Regions from separate parts of the Mus musculus genome. Here all the other regions are linked to region 1. The links are chromatin contacts, called in public HiChIP or PLAC-seq and promoter capture Hi-C maps. All regions are on one chromosome and are shown on one strand. The core of a region is the stretch at or near the end of the contact, and the rest is flanking DNA. Distances in the headings are between cores, read along the strand shown.

Evidence for each region. Promoter capture Hi-C pulls out the DNA fragments that hold promoters and counts their contacts. HiChIP or PLAC-seq counts read pairs in DNA pulled down with a chosen protein or histone mark.
Region 2: a contact with region 1 is called in a promoter capture Hi-C map of embryonic stem cells, with 3 times the contacts expected there. The contact joins the enhancer-like site here to the promoter of Ago4 in region 1. A contact is called at or near these places in 12 of 39 promoter capture datasets (the 3T3-L1 cell line, the C10 cell line, cranial neural crest and 6 more), 1 of 484 Hi-C or Micro-C datasets (B cells) and 2 of 115 datasets of contacts at active chromatin or transcription factors (embryonic midbrain and neural tube).
Region 3: a promoter capture Hi-C map of liver shows a contact between it and region 1, with 3 times the contacts expected there. The contact joins the enhancer-like site here to the promoter of Ago4 in region 1. A contact is called at or near these places in 19 of 39 promoter capture datasets (the 3T3-L1 cell line, 3T3-L1-derived adipocytes, the C10 cell line and 11 more), 1 of 484 Hi-C or Micro-C datasets (nephron progenitors), 6 of 115 datasets of contacts at active chromatin or transcription factors (effector CD8 T cells, embryonic basal ganglia, embryonic hindbrain and 3 more) and 3 of 9 other capture datasets (adipose tissue, embryonic stem cells and liver).
Region 4: a contact with region 1 is called in an H3K27ac HiChIP or PLAC-seq map of epiblast stem cells, with 7 times the contacts expected there. The contact joins the promoter of Zmym4 here to the promoter of Ago4 in region 1. A contact is called at or near these places in 10 of 39 promoter capture datasets (the C10 cell line, cranial neural crest, embryonic stem cells and 5 more), 3 of 115 datasets of contacts at active chromatin or transcription factors (bone marrow-derived macrophages, epiblast stem cells and large pre-B cells) and 2 of 9 other capture datasets (adipose tissue and liver).
Region 5: an H3K4me3 HiChIP or PLAC-seq map of embryonic stem cells shows a contact between it and region 1, with 10 read pairs. The contact joins the enhancer-like site here to the promoter of Ago4 in region 1. A contact is called at or near these places in 3 of 39 promoter capture datasets (the C10 cell line and embryonic stem cells), 6 of 484 Hi-C or Micro-C datasets (all in embryonic stem cells), 2 of 115 datasets of contacts at active chromatin or transcription factors (embryonic stem cells and microglia) and 1 of 9 other capture datasets (pancreatic islet).

What each region holds. Positions count from the first base shown.
Region 1 is chr4:126,532,083-126,534,782 of GRCm38.p6, reverse strand. It overlaps Ago4 (argonaute RISC catalytic subunit 4), which reads left to right and starts at 1,325. Exons shown (of 18, transcript NM_153177.3): 1 at 1,325-1,598. The coding sequence starts at 1,580.
Region 2 is chr4:127,003,812-127,006,667 of GRCm38.p6, reverse strand. No RefSeq gene overlaps it. Among named protein-coding and RNA genes, the nearest start is that of Sfpq, 16 kb to the left of the region's middle. Within about 2 kb of position 1,372, at least 68 of the 459 cell types and tissues checked have an H3K27ac peak or open chromatin away from gene starts, as enhancers often do. A contact at or near this core is called in embryonic stem cells, where this site is marked.
Region 3 is chr4:126,838,453-126,841,152 of GRCm38.p6, reverse strand. It overlaps AU040320 (expressed sequence AU040320), which reads right to left. Exons shown (of 21, transcript NM_133886.2): 13 at 1,406-1,554; 14 at 356-507; 15 at 1-47. Among named protein-coding and RNA genes, the nearest start is that of Gm25604, 21 kb to the left of the region's middle. Within about 2 kb of position 1,377, at least 32 of the 459 cell types and tissues checked have an H3K27ac peak or open chromatin away from gene starts, as enhancers often do. A contact at or near this core is called in liver, where this site is marked.
Region 4 is chr4:126,966,820-126,969,519 of GRCm38.p6, reverse strand. Zmym4 (zinc finger, MYM-type 4) reads left to right here and starts at 1,293. Exons shown (of 30, transcript NM_001114399.2): 1 at 1,293-1,704. The coding sequence starts at 1,666.
Region 5 is chr4:126,232,832-126,235,531 of GRCm38.p6, reverse strand. Map7d1 (MAP7 domain containing 1) reads left to right here. Exons shown (of 18, transcript NM_001347198.1): 10 at 437-765; 11 at 1,014-1,209; 12 at 1,296-1,434; 13 at 1,535-1,639; 14 at 1,886-1,939; 15 at 2,125-2,167; 16 at 2,266-2,356; 17 at 2,471-2,664. Among named protein-coding and RNA genes, the nearest start is that of Map7d1, 22 kb to the left of the region's middle. Within about 2 kb of position 1,416, at least 30 of the 459 cell types and tissues checked have an H3K27ac peak or open chromatin away from gene starts, as enhancers often do. A contact at or near this core is called in embryonic stem cells, where this site is marked.

The DNA.
Region 1 (2,700 bases), core at 76-2,575:
GTAAACCGAATTGGCTCTGAACTGCCTCAGTCTCCCTAGTGCTGAGATTAAAGGCTACACTGGGCTGGAGTCTCTTAAAACATGGATTGCCTTAAATTCTTTGGTAGCAAAGGCTGGCCTTGAACTCTCCAACTTCCTACTCAGGCTGTCAATGTTATAAAGTACCTTTACCCACTGAGCCATCTTCCTTATAAGAAAAAGAAGTTGGGGGCTGTAGAGATGGCTTTAGTGGTTAAGGGTACCTCATACTCTTGCAGAGGCCCCAGGTTTGATTCTCAGCCCCTACACAGCTTACATTATCTGTAATCCTGTTTCGAGGGGATTCGATTTGGTCTTCTGGTCTCCGGAGGCACCAGGCACAAACACATGCATGCAGGCAAAAAATACTCATACACATAAATTAATTAAAACCAACCAAACAAAAAGGAGCGGTTTGAATAGAAGTTACCATGGGAAGACCGTGTGATAGCACAAGAAGATAGATTTCTACAACCGAAGGAGAAAAATCACACCCCCTGCCCCAACTCGCCTTGATTTTATTAGACTGTCGGTGTGCAAAACTGAGAGAAAACGCATTTCTATTGCACTAAGCTGAGGTACCCAATGGTGGGCCCCAGCAAACTAGAATGAGAGTGTTGTGCCTTTTTAACTAATAGACTGCCGTTGCCCGTTTAGTTGACCAGACAGCCTATGGTCCTGTCTTAACTGGAAGTCCTGAATGGAAACTTTAAGGACACTTGACTCGCTGAGCTACCTGCTGCCTTGGTGACATGTTGACCAGTCTTGGGACCCAGAACAGAACCTGCTTTCCCTGCACAGGGAAGGAAGGTGACTGGATATGTGGTGTCCGGGGTGAGGGTGGGGGTGGAGTAGGAGGAATGACTGAAGGTGACTGAAGGACCGATTGTGCCTGAAGTGTCCAGGGGTCATCTCTGGTGGTGGTGGAGCGATGGAGGACAGGTTCCTAAGGTGAGTCTCAGGACGAAGTGGAGGGCTGCTGCCTGTGGGTCATCAAGGACTGGAATCCAGCTCTTTCGATGGCGACTTGGAGGAAGGTTGCCAGAATGGGGACCGGCGGAGCGGCGTGCGGGACCGCAGGCGAGCGGGCCCGCTGGTGGAAGGGCGGGCGGGCGCGCGCCTGACGCGTCCTCTGGGCTCGGCCCCCCGGGCGCGCGCCCGTCCCTGCCGCACCCCGCCCCCTGCCTCGGTCAGGCTCGCTGGACCCCGCGCGTGCGGGGCCGCGCACGCCCCCTTCGCTAGCCGGGACCCGGGACCGCAGGCGCCTGGCGCCCCCGCCCCGCCCGGCGGGCGCGCGCCGCCTCCCGCTCCCGTTCCAGCTGGCGGCGGCGGCGGCAGCGGCCGGGATTGTTTTTGTTGTCGCTGAGGCCGGAAGAGCCGTGACAGAGTCGGGTCCCTGTCCCCGGACTGGGCGCCGCCGCCGCCCCCTGCCCGCCCCCGGCCCGCGTCTTCGCGGCGCCGCTTCAGCGCCAATATTCCAGAGAGCAAGCGTTACGCGGCTCCGGCGGGGCCCGGAGCGGGAGGCGCTGGGGACCGGAGCGAGGCGGCCCCCGTCGCCGCCATGGAGGCGCTGGGACCCGGTGAGGAGCGCGCTCGGACCAGGGTCAGACCTGGGGCTCGGGAGGGCAGACAGACCGGCGGAAGGGACTGTCGCTGCCCGACCGCCGCTCGCGGACCCGGCTGCCGGCTGCCAGGCCCCGGGAAGGAAGGGGTCCCATGCCCTCGTCCCTGGGGGGCGGGGACCACGCCCCAGCTGAAGACTCTAGGTCTATTCGGGACCCGTCTAAGGGAGGGAGGCTCAAGAGGTGACCCGAGTTCCCCGGGGTAGGGCAGACCTGTTCGGACCTTAGATCTCTGTCCACGGTCGCCGCGAGGCTAGTTGGGGCCTCAAATGGGACCGTGTGTCTGGGGCACGCCGAGGCCCGGCCCAAACCTGGAAGGCCTTCTACCTTCTGTCAAGGGTTTTCTTGGTGTGGGGCAGAATCCCTGTTTTCTTTTGCACTGGCATCTGGTTCCTCAGATGAGGAGGAGAGACCCACTCACTCATGTCCCTGAAAGCCAAAGGGAGAAATGTCCGTTCTTTTTCCAAAACTCTGAAGTTTGGTATCTGTCAGTTTGTCAGTCCCAGAGTGCTCTGGAATGACAATCCAATACTCTCCAGCAAGGGCATCAATGCCCTGCCTTCCCTTTTAATTGGGTTATCAGAGGCTGTTAAAATCAAACGAAAAAGTGTTTTTGAAACTGTGATTCTTTGCTGGTTATGGGTGGCCCCTGGTTCTCTCGCTCTCTGCTCCAACCCAAGGAAGCTTTCCAAACTCTCACGAATACTCTTCGTTTGGAGCCTTGTGCTCCTGTCTCAAGCCCTACAACAGGTTGCTAATGGCTTGGCTAAGTAGGGCAAGGTTTAGGGGCAGTGATGGAATTAGTTTTCATATTCAAACCTTGTCTACATAGTAGACTTAGTTGTATGTTTTTAAAATTCATAGAAAATTAGGTTTATTGTTTGCATTTGGAAATTTTGCAGGTTTGTTAACTTGGAACATATTTACATAACTGAGCGATTAAATCCTATCTTTATTTGCTGCTTAAGGTTTTCTTAAAAAGCCCACATAGTCAAATGTCATAAGCCTTCAAAAAATAAATCGGCTTAGCTGGGCATGGTGGCATATGCTCATAATGCAA
Region 2 (2,856 bases), core at 123-2,622, 470 kb before region 1:
TGGAGCTGGAGAGATTGCTCAGCAGTTAAGAGCAGACTGCTTTTCCAGAGATCCTGCATTCAATTCCCAGCAACCACATAGTAGCTCACAACCACCTACAGTGGGACCTGATGCCCTCTTCTGGTGTGTCTGAAAACAGCTACAGAGTACTTATGTAAAATAAAAAAATTCAAACCCTAAGTTATGAGTCTCACTTTATATTTTTTATGTCAATCATGTGTATATGTGCATGTCTGTGTGCTGGTGTGTAGGTATTTGCATGTGAATGTCGGTGCCTGAGGAGATGGAGTTCCAGGGAGTTTTTCCCATGCTTGACCCTGGTGCTGGGGAATCATCAGGAAGAACAAATACATGCTCTTAACCCATGAGCCATCCCCAGCCTAACTTCACTTTCTCCAACACTAAGACTGAAGCTAGGTCCTCCTACATGCTGGGCAACTGTTGTGCCTTCTATATAGCCTCTGCCTTCTTTTTACTTCTTGAGACGGACGCACTAAGCCCTGGTTGGGCATGAACTCATCCTGTAGCCAAAGTGTGACTTTGAATTTTAACAGTCTTTCCGAAGGTGCGATAATTAAAGGACCGACTGTTCTTCCTTCCGTTTGTTTCCCTCACCTCACAACAATGGCGACCGTAAGTAACTCCCTCACAGCGTTATTGTGAAGGCTAGACGCTAATAGTTTTAGGAAAGGCTGTGGTCCCCAGGCCTAGGGAATTTTAGGTACTCAACAGATGAGTTCTAAATGCAGCATCTCCCTTCTCTTGGCGCTCATACTAATAAAGAAATGAGAAGACAGATTCAGAATCGGTTTTTCCATCATCTGAAAAATGCTCACGCACGAAGACTCCGGGTAAGTATAAGTCCTGTTGTTGCCTGTGTTCAAGGCAAGGCAGTGTTAGCTGAAGAGAGCATCTAAATGAGTTACTCTGGGGTTGCATTAAGCCTCTCTGTTGTTCCAGCATAATGGATGACTTACACAATGTAATCTTTAGAGTTAGTTGTTCCAGGCAAATTACTCAGGTGAGTGACCGTGGGCAGGCGTTTCTTCCCGAACCCCACACTCTTTCACGGCCTGGATTAATTGCATCTCTTTCCTCGCCAGCATCTTTGCGAATCCCTCCCACAGACCCAGGCTGCCCACCGGCCTCAGGATTGATGGCGGACAGCAGGGAGGGGCCGAGTACAAAAAGAGGGGGTTGAATTATTCTAAACAAACACAAATCTAAGAGGGCAGAGGTAAAAGAAGACCGAGGAGGGAAAGAAAGAGTGTTAAGTGGGTTTTCCGGAAAAGATCCCCAAAGAGGTTTGGCTTGCAGCCCCGCGAGCCAACCTCCGCCCCTCCCCCAAGCCTTCTTCCCAGTGCTGAATTTTAGAGCGAGTGAGCCACGTGCTGGCTGCCTGCTCAGCGCCCTAGGGGAGAGGATTCGAGCGAGCTGGAGGATCTGCCTGCTCAGGCTGCTTTGCACAATTGGCCACAGTGCTTTGGTAAGAGCTGATTCCTCTAGGTGCTCATGTCCTGAAACTCTGAGCAGCGTCTTTGTAAAACCAGACTGAATACAAGCACATCACCTATCCCTTTGGGGTCACAGTTTCTACTCTGCCGGTTCCCTCCCTCATCAGGGACCAGAAGCAAGTGGCCTCTCTTCTATCTTTTCTTGCAATCCCTCTCTTTAAAGGAAATTACCACAGTCGCATAAATCTGTAACTTTTGATCCTAGATAAACTGTGGGGAGAAGCGTACCTGGCTGTTGCCAGGTAACTGGGATGGAGCTTAGACAGAATGCTAACACAAAATCATTGTAAGGGTCCTTGATTCCCTAAACAATGACACCCCAGACTCAAATAAAGGCAGCAAAGAGTGTTTTATTCTGCTGAAGTCCAGCATGCTGGGGTCTCTCCATTACCAAGATAGAGAAACAACCAAGTGAGCTTGCAGACCTGATTTAAAGCACATTAGAGGGTTCTGTGATAGTGGACCTTTATGTTAATCGGCTGGGTCATTTCTGTAGACATTCCATTACCAGGTTGTGGGGGCTGGAAACTTGCTGGAGAGGTCTGGAAACTGTTGCTGAGGAAGCAGCTGAGGAAGTCTGGAAACTGCTGCTGACCCATTGTCCTTGCCTCAGGCTAGGTGGTGGGGCAGCTTCTGAGGCCTGGACTTGCCTGGAATTGTCCAGTTCTTGAAAACAGCGATTTAGGCAGAGTCTCCTTAATTGTCAATTTGAAACCTGTCGTGGAATCAGCCTGGCCCTTCTCACCTTTAAATCTAAAACAGTAATACTTCTAATCTTTTACTTGATGTTTTAACCAATTCCATAAAAAAAATTCCTTTGGGCTGTTCTCTATCTTCTCAAGGAATTGCCTATACCCGATTTCTTTAAAACAAAACAAAACAAAACATCCTGGGCTGGAGAGATGACTCAGTGGTTAAGAGCACTGACTGCTCTTCCAGAGGTCCTGAGTTCAATTCCCAGCAACCACTTGGTGGCTCCCCACCATCTGCAATGGGATCAGATGCCCTCTTCTGGTGTGTATGAAGATAGTGACAGTATATATATATTTTATATATATATAAAATCTTTAAAAAATACCAAAAAAAAACAAACAAAGCAGACAAAGATGTCTTATGAATAATTACAAACTTTTTTTTGACATTAGTTTCAAATCTAGAGCCTCACTAATGCTAGGTAAAATGCTGAGTTAATAGCTACACACGTGTGCATGCGTACACACACACACACATTTAAATTATATGCATACATTTAGATTTGTTTATTTTATGTGTATGAGTATTTGCATATATATACATACATACATACACACACACATATATATATATATACACACACACACAG
Region 3 (2,700 bases), core at 128-2,627, 310 kb before region 1:
TTGGAGAGGAAGAGGACAGGGTGGTGGTCAGAGTGATTCAGCACCTCCTGGGGGCGGGAACGACATGGCTGTGCTCTGGGACAGAACGCCACCCCTTTCTTGGAGTTAGCTATTGCTTGAGCCACACAGCTCTGCTGGTGGACAGTCACCGCACTGCCCGCCACAGCTCCTAGGGTCAGGAGAGCCAAGCCCCTGAGCACAGCAGTTGTAGAATGACCCACGGGAAGGCCTCCCTGACTCCAGAGCACAATCTCAGTCTGATATCGGGGCCTGCATGGCTAAAAAAGATCCTGGAGGGTAGGAACCCCCTCTTCACCTCCCCCCTGCCCCGTCACATCCTGACACACTCACTCACCCCTGCGGCTGGGCTCGTCTCATCTCGAGTCCACAGGTAGCTGACTATCCCCTTGTCATCTGAGGACCTCGAGCCATCCAGCTCAGCTGTGCTCGTGGGCAAGGTCACCACCACGTTCCCAGCGATCTTGGCTACTGGCGGTTTGTTTATTTCTAACCAAGGAGACATCAACGACATAATGTGACATTCTGGGAAAGCAAGGCTTCACGTGCAGAGCTGCTGAGGAGCTCAGCACAGAGAGCACCTCGAATAGGGAGCTGTTAGTGCTTATCCAAGAGTGCAGAGCAAAAGCCACGCAGAGGGGACAGCATGCCTCCCTCCTGTGGCTCTACAGCAGGTCTCCACTTTAAAGGAATTTAGTGACTAGAAATGAAGACCAGGGTGCTTAGAACCAGAGGCTCAGGCTTTGCTAGTTAACAGCATAACCTCCTTTCAAGCGCTACTCTTGGTGTGTCTTCTCTCCTTGTGCTTCATAAGAAAAAGAAGAGTGTGACCCCTCTAAGCTGCGGCCCCACAGACTCTATGGCATGGAAGGTCGTCTTGCCAGGGTGTTCCTCAGCTTAGTCAGCACAATTCTGTTTGGATGTCACCCGCTGACGAGGTGACTTTTCTACTACCAGTCCATGGCCTCTCCCAAGTCCTCCCCAGACCCTGTGAAGCCAAGAGGACAAGGCAGATAGATGTTGGCCAGAGGCTGCAGTGCAGCCGCCATCCCAGCTCCTGCCAGCAGGTGTCACTGTAGCTATCAGAGAGTCACAGAAGCCCAAGGACTTAGCATAGAGGCAAAAGCAAAATGCAAAGCAAATAGCTGTCAGTGCTTTCCATTTCATGTAAGAAGGAAGAGCAGGAAGGCGGCGTGGGGCTGGGGCCAGCGGGAAGGGAAAGGGGCTTTAGAATCAGCAGCCACTCTCAAAGCTCCCTTCCCGGAGACTGCTTTTCCTATTTGCCTCTAAATCAATCCTGTACCACATAAGACAGGGCGGACTCCTGGGCTATCCCAGGAATAGATAGACCCACTAGGCTGCTGCACATGCCCACAGCAAGACGCACCTTCTTTGACAATGACATTAACGGAGCTCTGGCTCTGTAGGTTCCTCTCATCTTTGACAGTCAAGGTGAATACATAAGTCCCGACTTGCAGCCCAGTCACAGTGGCGACACTGCTGTTGGCATTCTCCAGCTGCACCCCGTCAGGTCCCCTAGACGAGAGAGTAATCAGAGGGCGGAGTCGTACCTGTCTGCTGCTCCCCTGGCAGCAGGAAGAACAATTATTACCTCAACTGAGACAGGAACAATTGTTTCCCAAACCCTGACAGGAAATGTTTAAAAATATTCCGTTTGGAAAGTATCACTTGGTCCTAAAACACAGGCTACTTCTGGTCAGAAAATTCCACTCCTCAGCTGTCAAGCACATCTCGGCTTGTCTTTTATATGAGCTTCTAGAGCATTCCACCCTTATTATTCTGGCTTATATAAGCAGTAAGTCCTCTGAGCAGCTCTGGGATCAATAGGGGGCTCTAGGATGAGGCTTCTGAAAAGCGTTTCTGGCCCCGTAGCTAGTGTGCTAGCAAAGCAGCACACTGCACTTCTTATCCACAGCCCTGAGCCGCCCTTCAGCCCACCCTGGAGAGAAGTCAGGGAAGGATGCAGGCCAAGGGGGCCAAGGACCTCTCAGGATGAAGCCATCTTCTCTCCATATCGCAGACTCCTCTAGCCCTTGGACAGCGCCACAAAACACCAGGACACTAACTACATCCTGCCTCCTTCGCACTGAGTCTCAGCACAGCGGCCTGCAGCAGGCTTCTGGCCAGCACACAGGCAAGGGCTGCACACATCCAGAGCCCTGCACACCCACGCATCCTTCCAACTAAGGACACCCAGAGAAAGCTTCCAGCTCCTAGCTCTGCTTTTGAAACTTATTACCTCTGACCCCAGCGGCTTCTCCTGAATCAGTCTCATCTAGGAAGCTCCACTAAGCACTATTTACACTGCAGCCACTGCTGAGCCTCTGCTTGGGGGCTCATCAGGTCTGCTTACAATAAACAGCTACAAGAAAAACACATCAGCTAAGGGAGACCCAGCTCTCCAGGGCAGCTGAGGAAAAGGATGTCTACTGCCTAACACGGACTTCCTAAGTAGATATTAAAACCCTTCCCCACCCACCTCCAATGCTGTAATAAGATCTCACTCTCTCTCTCTCTCTCTCTCTGTGTGTGTGTGTGTTTGTGTGTGTGTGTGTGTGTGTGTGCGTGTGCGTGTGTGCGTGTGTGTGTACACATATGTGTTAGGGGTAAACCCAGCCTGTCTTTGTGGCTGCTGTTTTGGAACTGGAGAATGTTTTCAGC
Region 4 (2,700 bases), core at 44-2,543, 430 kb before region 1:
CATTTCAGTGTTCAGCCAATGTTCCTGGGTTCAAAGAGCTACTGACTTACACACAGAAGTACAGCTGTAGAGCAACTTTCACCCTGTGAGCAGAGGAGCTCTGGGTCCCCTTGTATTGCCATGGAGAATAACAACTCTTCAGAGACTTAAACATTTTTTTTAATTAGTTCTTTGGGGATTTCCTAGTATACCAGCAGTCCAAGCACTTGGTCAAGGCAGGAAGACCAGCAGTTTCAGGCCACTCTGGGTTACATAGCAACCTAGCTCCAACCAACCCAACTCCAACCAATCCAACTCCAACCAACCCAACTCCAACCAACCTAAACTAATTTCCTTGTATTTTTTACTATATGTCTGTCTGTTGTGCCTATGTCTTCATTAAGAATCCAAGAGGGGACTTCAGCTCTCATTATCTTTGGCTTCGTTGTGCTTCAGGGAAGATAGTGCCTACCCTTGGATTTCCTGCCTTGACAGTTCAAGCTCCTATTCTTTAAGTCAGACCCTCAAATTCCTTCAGTGGAGGCAAATGATGGCACACAGCAGTTGCAGGTCATCACCATGAAACTTCTCAGGAGAGCAGCCATGTTCTTGAACTATCAAGACTCTTGACATTTTATGTTCTTTTGCCTTGACGACAGTTTTGTGTGTTCAGAATCCTGGAGGAATGCAATTCCAGACTGTGTTCTAGCTCCTCACCAGCCACTCGATATCTTGAGGTAAATTAATTTATTTCAAATGACCATACTGGCAATGTTAACTTTGAAAGCAATGGAGTAGATGGTTTCTAAGATCCTTTTTCATTTTAGTATTCTAATGGCAAGCAGGTATTGAGGAAATTGTCTTCAGTTATTGGTTCTGCCTTCAACACTACCAGTGGATCTGGTTTTAAGGTTGGAAGTTGTTCCTTGAGAGTCGACGCCCTTTACTTGACAAGCTGTTGGTTTCTCCTTCAGATAACAGTCTTGTTTTCTTCTTGGTTGGGATTCTTCATGTTCATAGGGTCACTGAGAACTTTGGCTCATCAGGGTTCTCTCCTTTTGGCAATATCTCTGTAGTCAGGTGTAGGGTGGTGATGTGAACCCCTCACTGACATTTCACCAGATAGTCCTTCCATTAAGATCTTTCATTCTGACATCATCCCTTCGTCATGGTCCCTTTAAGGGAGCGGCCATAGTTGAGTGGTGGGAGCAGCTGCTGGCAGCAAAGAGACTAACAGGATTAGGCCTAGCCTGGGCCACTCACCGCGCACGCTCAGGACCGGGGGCTTGGTGGGAAAGGGAGGAGGGGCTTGTGGCGCGCCTGCGCATCAGGGGCGCGCGCAAGGGGCTGGTTTGGAGATCCCTTTAAGAAAACCACTGGCGGAGGAATTTCTCTGAGAGAAAATAATCCTCCTCACGGGGCCCCTTGGAGGCCATTAACCCCCCGAGTCCCGGCCCCCCTGCCCCGGCAGGCCCTTGCGCCCACGCGCCCGCCCGTGGGACCCCAGGAGCTGCGGCTAAGCGCGCGGGCCTCCGCCCCCCTCGTCACTCCCGCGCCAGGCCCGGCGGGGGCCGAGGGGGACCGAACCGCAGCGGGTGAAGCGCCGGTGTCTGCAGTGTGGGCGGGGGCCGAGAGGGGCCGCGGCCGCCGCGCCGGGAGCCGCCGCGGTTCCGAGCGGGGCCCAACATGGCGGAGCGGGAGGTGGAGACCGGCCCCCGAAAGAGGGTAGGTGAGGTGAGGCCGCGGGCCGTCTGCGGGCTGCGGGCTGCGGGCAGGCGGGCGGGCGGGCGGGCGGGGGGCGGGGCGCGGCCGGCCCCGAGCAGCCCGGAGCTCACGGGTGGCGCGGTGGTCGACGGCCGGAGGGAGGGGCGGCCCGAGGCGGCACCGGGGTCCCCTCGGCAGGTGGGACAAAGCTCGGTGGCCGGCGGGGAGGGGGAGGGGCGGGGGCCGTGGTCCGCTTGGCTCCCCTCCCTTTGCCGGCGTGTGGGTGGTGGTGCGTATTCGGGGGGGGGGGGAGCCTGGGAGACGCAAGGTGTCAGACTCCGCTTCTGCATCCTCGAGGAAAAGGGAGTCTATGGAAGTTTCTCTGGGGAGAGGTCAGGTGGGGGTAGAGGTGGCGGGAAGAAGTCGTGGAGGATTGGTCGTTTCCTGAGGAGTAACCGGGAGGGTGCTGCGGGAACCCCGGAGCCAATTCATCTTCCTGCCTCCACTCCCCTCCCCCTTGACCGTTATCAAGCCCCAAAGTGGACATGGTGCTCTCTTCACCTTAGAAGAAGTGGGGTTGTCGTCTTGAAGTTGGGGGAATGTGTTCTGATAGCCACGGATGTGTTATAGTCTAGCATTCTTTACCTGCAGTTAGTAACGTGGAAGAGTGACAAGTTTTGTCCTTAGGATGTACCCAGCCAGCCTTGCCTGCCCTAGGTAAAGCCTTGTCTACACAGGAGTTGTAAGCCGTTTAAAAGTTTGTCTTGAAACTTTTTTTATTTTTAATTTAGTTGTGATTCATTTTCTTCAGATGGAGAACAATACTATCCACTGAGTAATGTTTTTCAAGGCTTTTTTTTTAAACTTCCCCTCACCCAGCATGTTAAGCATCAAGTTTGTTAAGTTTCCTATCAGGAGTTTTCCTTTTGGAAATGGTCTCCAAATGATGAGTTAGTTGTTAAACCAAGCTGCTTAAAACATGAATCTTAACCAAAAATGCTTTTTCATTCAGCATAA
Region 5 (2,700 bases), core at 167-2,666, 300 kb after region 1:
CTACCAAGTGTACATGCTGTGTGTGGGGAAGGCAGGTGTTAATCAAAATCTCTCAGGAGTGAACTTGTAATTGCAAGCCGAGATAGACGCACCAAGAGGAAGTGGTAACACTGAGTGATGAGGTGGGATACAACCCAGCCTGCATGTGGAAGGCAGCATGCGGAGGCTGAGGCCGGTGAGAGGGCGCAATAAGCAAACCTTTGCTGTGCACGCCTTGTACCCTGAGTTAAATCCCTGGAATCCATGGAAAGATGGAAAGAAAGAAGCACTTCCACGAAGTTGCTTTCACACGCATGCTCACACATGCACACTACACTCTCCACACGATATATATATTTTTTTAAGGGAACACTTCCCCAAAGAAGTGGCATGTTGGGGGAGGGGCGTGCCTGCCCAGGTGCTCTGCCTTGCTTCTAACCCTTTTCTTCTCTCTTAGCCCTAAGTCCAAGGCCCGGCCATCCTCTCCCTCTACAACCTGGCACAGACCTGCCTCCCCCTGCCCCAGCCCAGGACCAGGACATGCCCTTCCTCCAAAACCACCATCCCCCCGAGGCACCACTGCATCACCCAAGGGGCGGGTTCGGAGGAAGGAGGAGGCAAAAGAGAGCCCCAGCCCGTCGGGGCCTGAGGACAAAAACCACCGCAAGAGTAGAGCCGCTGAGGAGAAGGAGCCAGCTGCCCCAGCCTCACCAGCGCCCTCACCGGTGCCCTCGCCCACCCCAGCCCAGCCTCAGAAGGAGCAATCCTCAACACAGATCCCTGCAGGTACACAGGAAGTGAGGGTGGGCAGGGCAGAGATGTGCCAGCTTTTCCTATGTCCGGGAAGTGGGCCAACAGACACTGGTCACAAGGGACAGGAAGAGGGACCTCCTCCCAGGTCTCCGACACCCGTAATGGCAACAATTGAATTGAATGCGTGCATAGCTGAAGTCCTGAAAGCATGGGGGCGCACAGGGCTGATGGAGGGGCCTGTACTGGTGTGTACTAACTCCTGGTCTTGGATCTTCCTCTAGAAACTGCTGTCCCGGCTGTCCCAGCTGCTCCGACTGCCCCTCCTACCGCTGCTCCCTCGGTGACCCCTAGCAAACCCATGGCGGGCACCACAGACCGAGAGGAAGCCACGCGGCTCCTGGCTGAAAAGCGGCGCCAGGCTCGGGAACAGAGGGAACGCGAAGAACAGGAGCGGAAGCTGCAGGCTGAAAGGGACAAGTGAGTGTGACCTCGGGGACTGTGAGGGTCCCTAGAGTGCCTGAAGAAGAGGCGCAGACCAAACTTGAGTTTCCTGGGTCCTCCAGGCGAATGCGAGAGGAGCAGCTGGCCCGGGAGGCTGAAGCCCGGGCTGAACGTGAGGCCGAGGCGCGGAGACGGGAGGAGCAGGAGGCTCGAGAGAAGGCGCAGGCTGAGCAGGAGGAGCAGGAGCGACTGCAGAAGCAGGTGCCCAGGCGGGCGGGCAGATCTTGGCTGGCAATCGGTGGGCTTGCCTGGGAGGGAAGGCTGAAACAGAGAATCCGAAACTTATGGAGGCCTTTGGCAGAAAGAGGAAGCCGAAGCCCGGTCCCGGGAAGAAGCTGAGCGCCAGCGCCAGGAGCGGGAAAAGCACTTTCAGAAGGAGGAACAGGAGAGACAAGAGCGAAGAAAGGTGTCCAGGGCAGATGGGACCTGGGGGCGGGGCCTTGCCGGGGCGGGGCCTGGCTCCAGCTCCAGTTCTTGGAAATTAATTGTACCTGTGAACCAGTGGGGCCCAGGCTTGGATTTGTAGAAGATCGGATAAGGAAGGACGGGTGTGGGTTGGGAGGGAACTGAGCTCTAGAATAGGGCCAGCAGGTGGGAAGTTGAGGACTAGGTCTGGGTTTGAGCCTAACTGATGTGGGGCCTCCTCCAACAGCGGCTGGAGGAGATAATGAAGAGGACTCGGAAATCAGAAGCCGCCGAAACCAAGGTCAGGATTCTCAGGTTGGGGAGCGGGAGTTGGGGTGAGGAAAGGAGGCTGCAGAGAAGCCTCCAGAGCCGAGGAAGGATACAGTGAGGGAGGCTCTTCTGTGTCTGGGCCAAAAGGGAATTCAGTTCCGAGGTCAACGGGACCACATAGCCCTGGCACCTGATAGCTCTTCCTTTTCAAACCAGAAGCAGGATGCAAAGGAGACCGCAGCTAACAATTCCGGCCCAGGTAAAGCCACCACGCATTTTCTTTGCCCTGGTCACCCCTGTGCTCCAGTTCCACCCTTCAACATCCCCTAACTGATGGCCATTTCTTTGCCGCCATAGACCCTGTGAAAGCTGTAGAGACTCGGCCCTCTGGGCTACAGAAGGATTCTATGCAGAAAGAGGAGCTGGCCCCCCAGGAGCCACAGTGGAGGTACCAGCTCCCAATCCCAGGGACTCCCAGGCCAGCAGCTGCAGGCTAGAGCTGTGGACTCCTCTGGGCTTCCCAGGGAGGTGAGGTGTTAACCCTGAACCCCTACATCCACAGCCTGCCAAGCAAGGAGATGCCAGGGTCCCTGGTAAATGGCCTGCAGCCTCTCCCAGCGCACCAGGAGAACGGCTTCTCCCCAAAGGGAACCGCTGGGGACAAGAGTCTGGGTCGCACAGCAGAGGGGCTCCTCCCATTTGCAGAGGCAGAAGCCTTCCTCAAGAAAGCAGTGGTGCAGCCTCCACAGGTCACAGGTGGGGACTCTAGGGACCCTGGTTCTGGCACCCAGC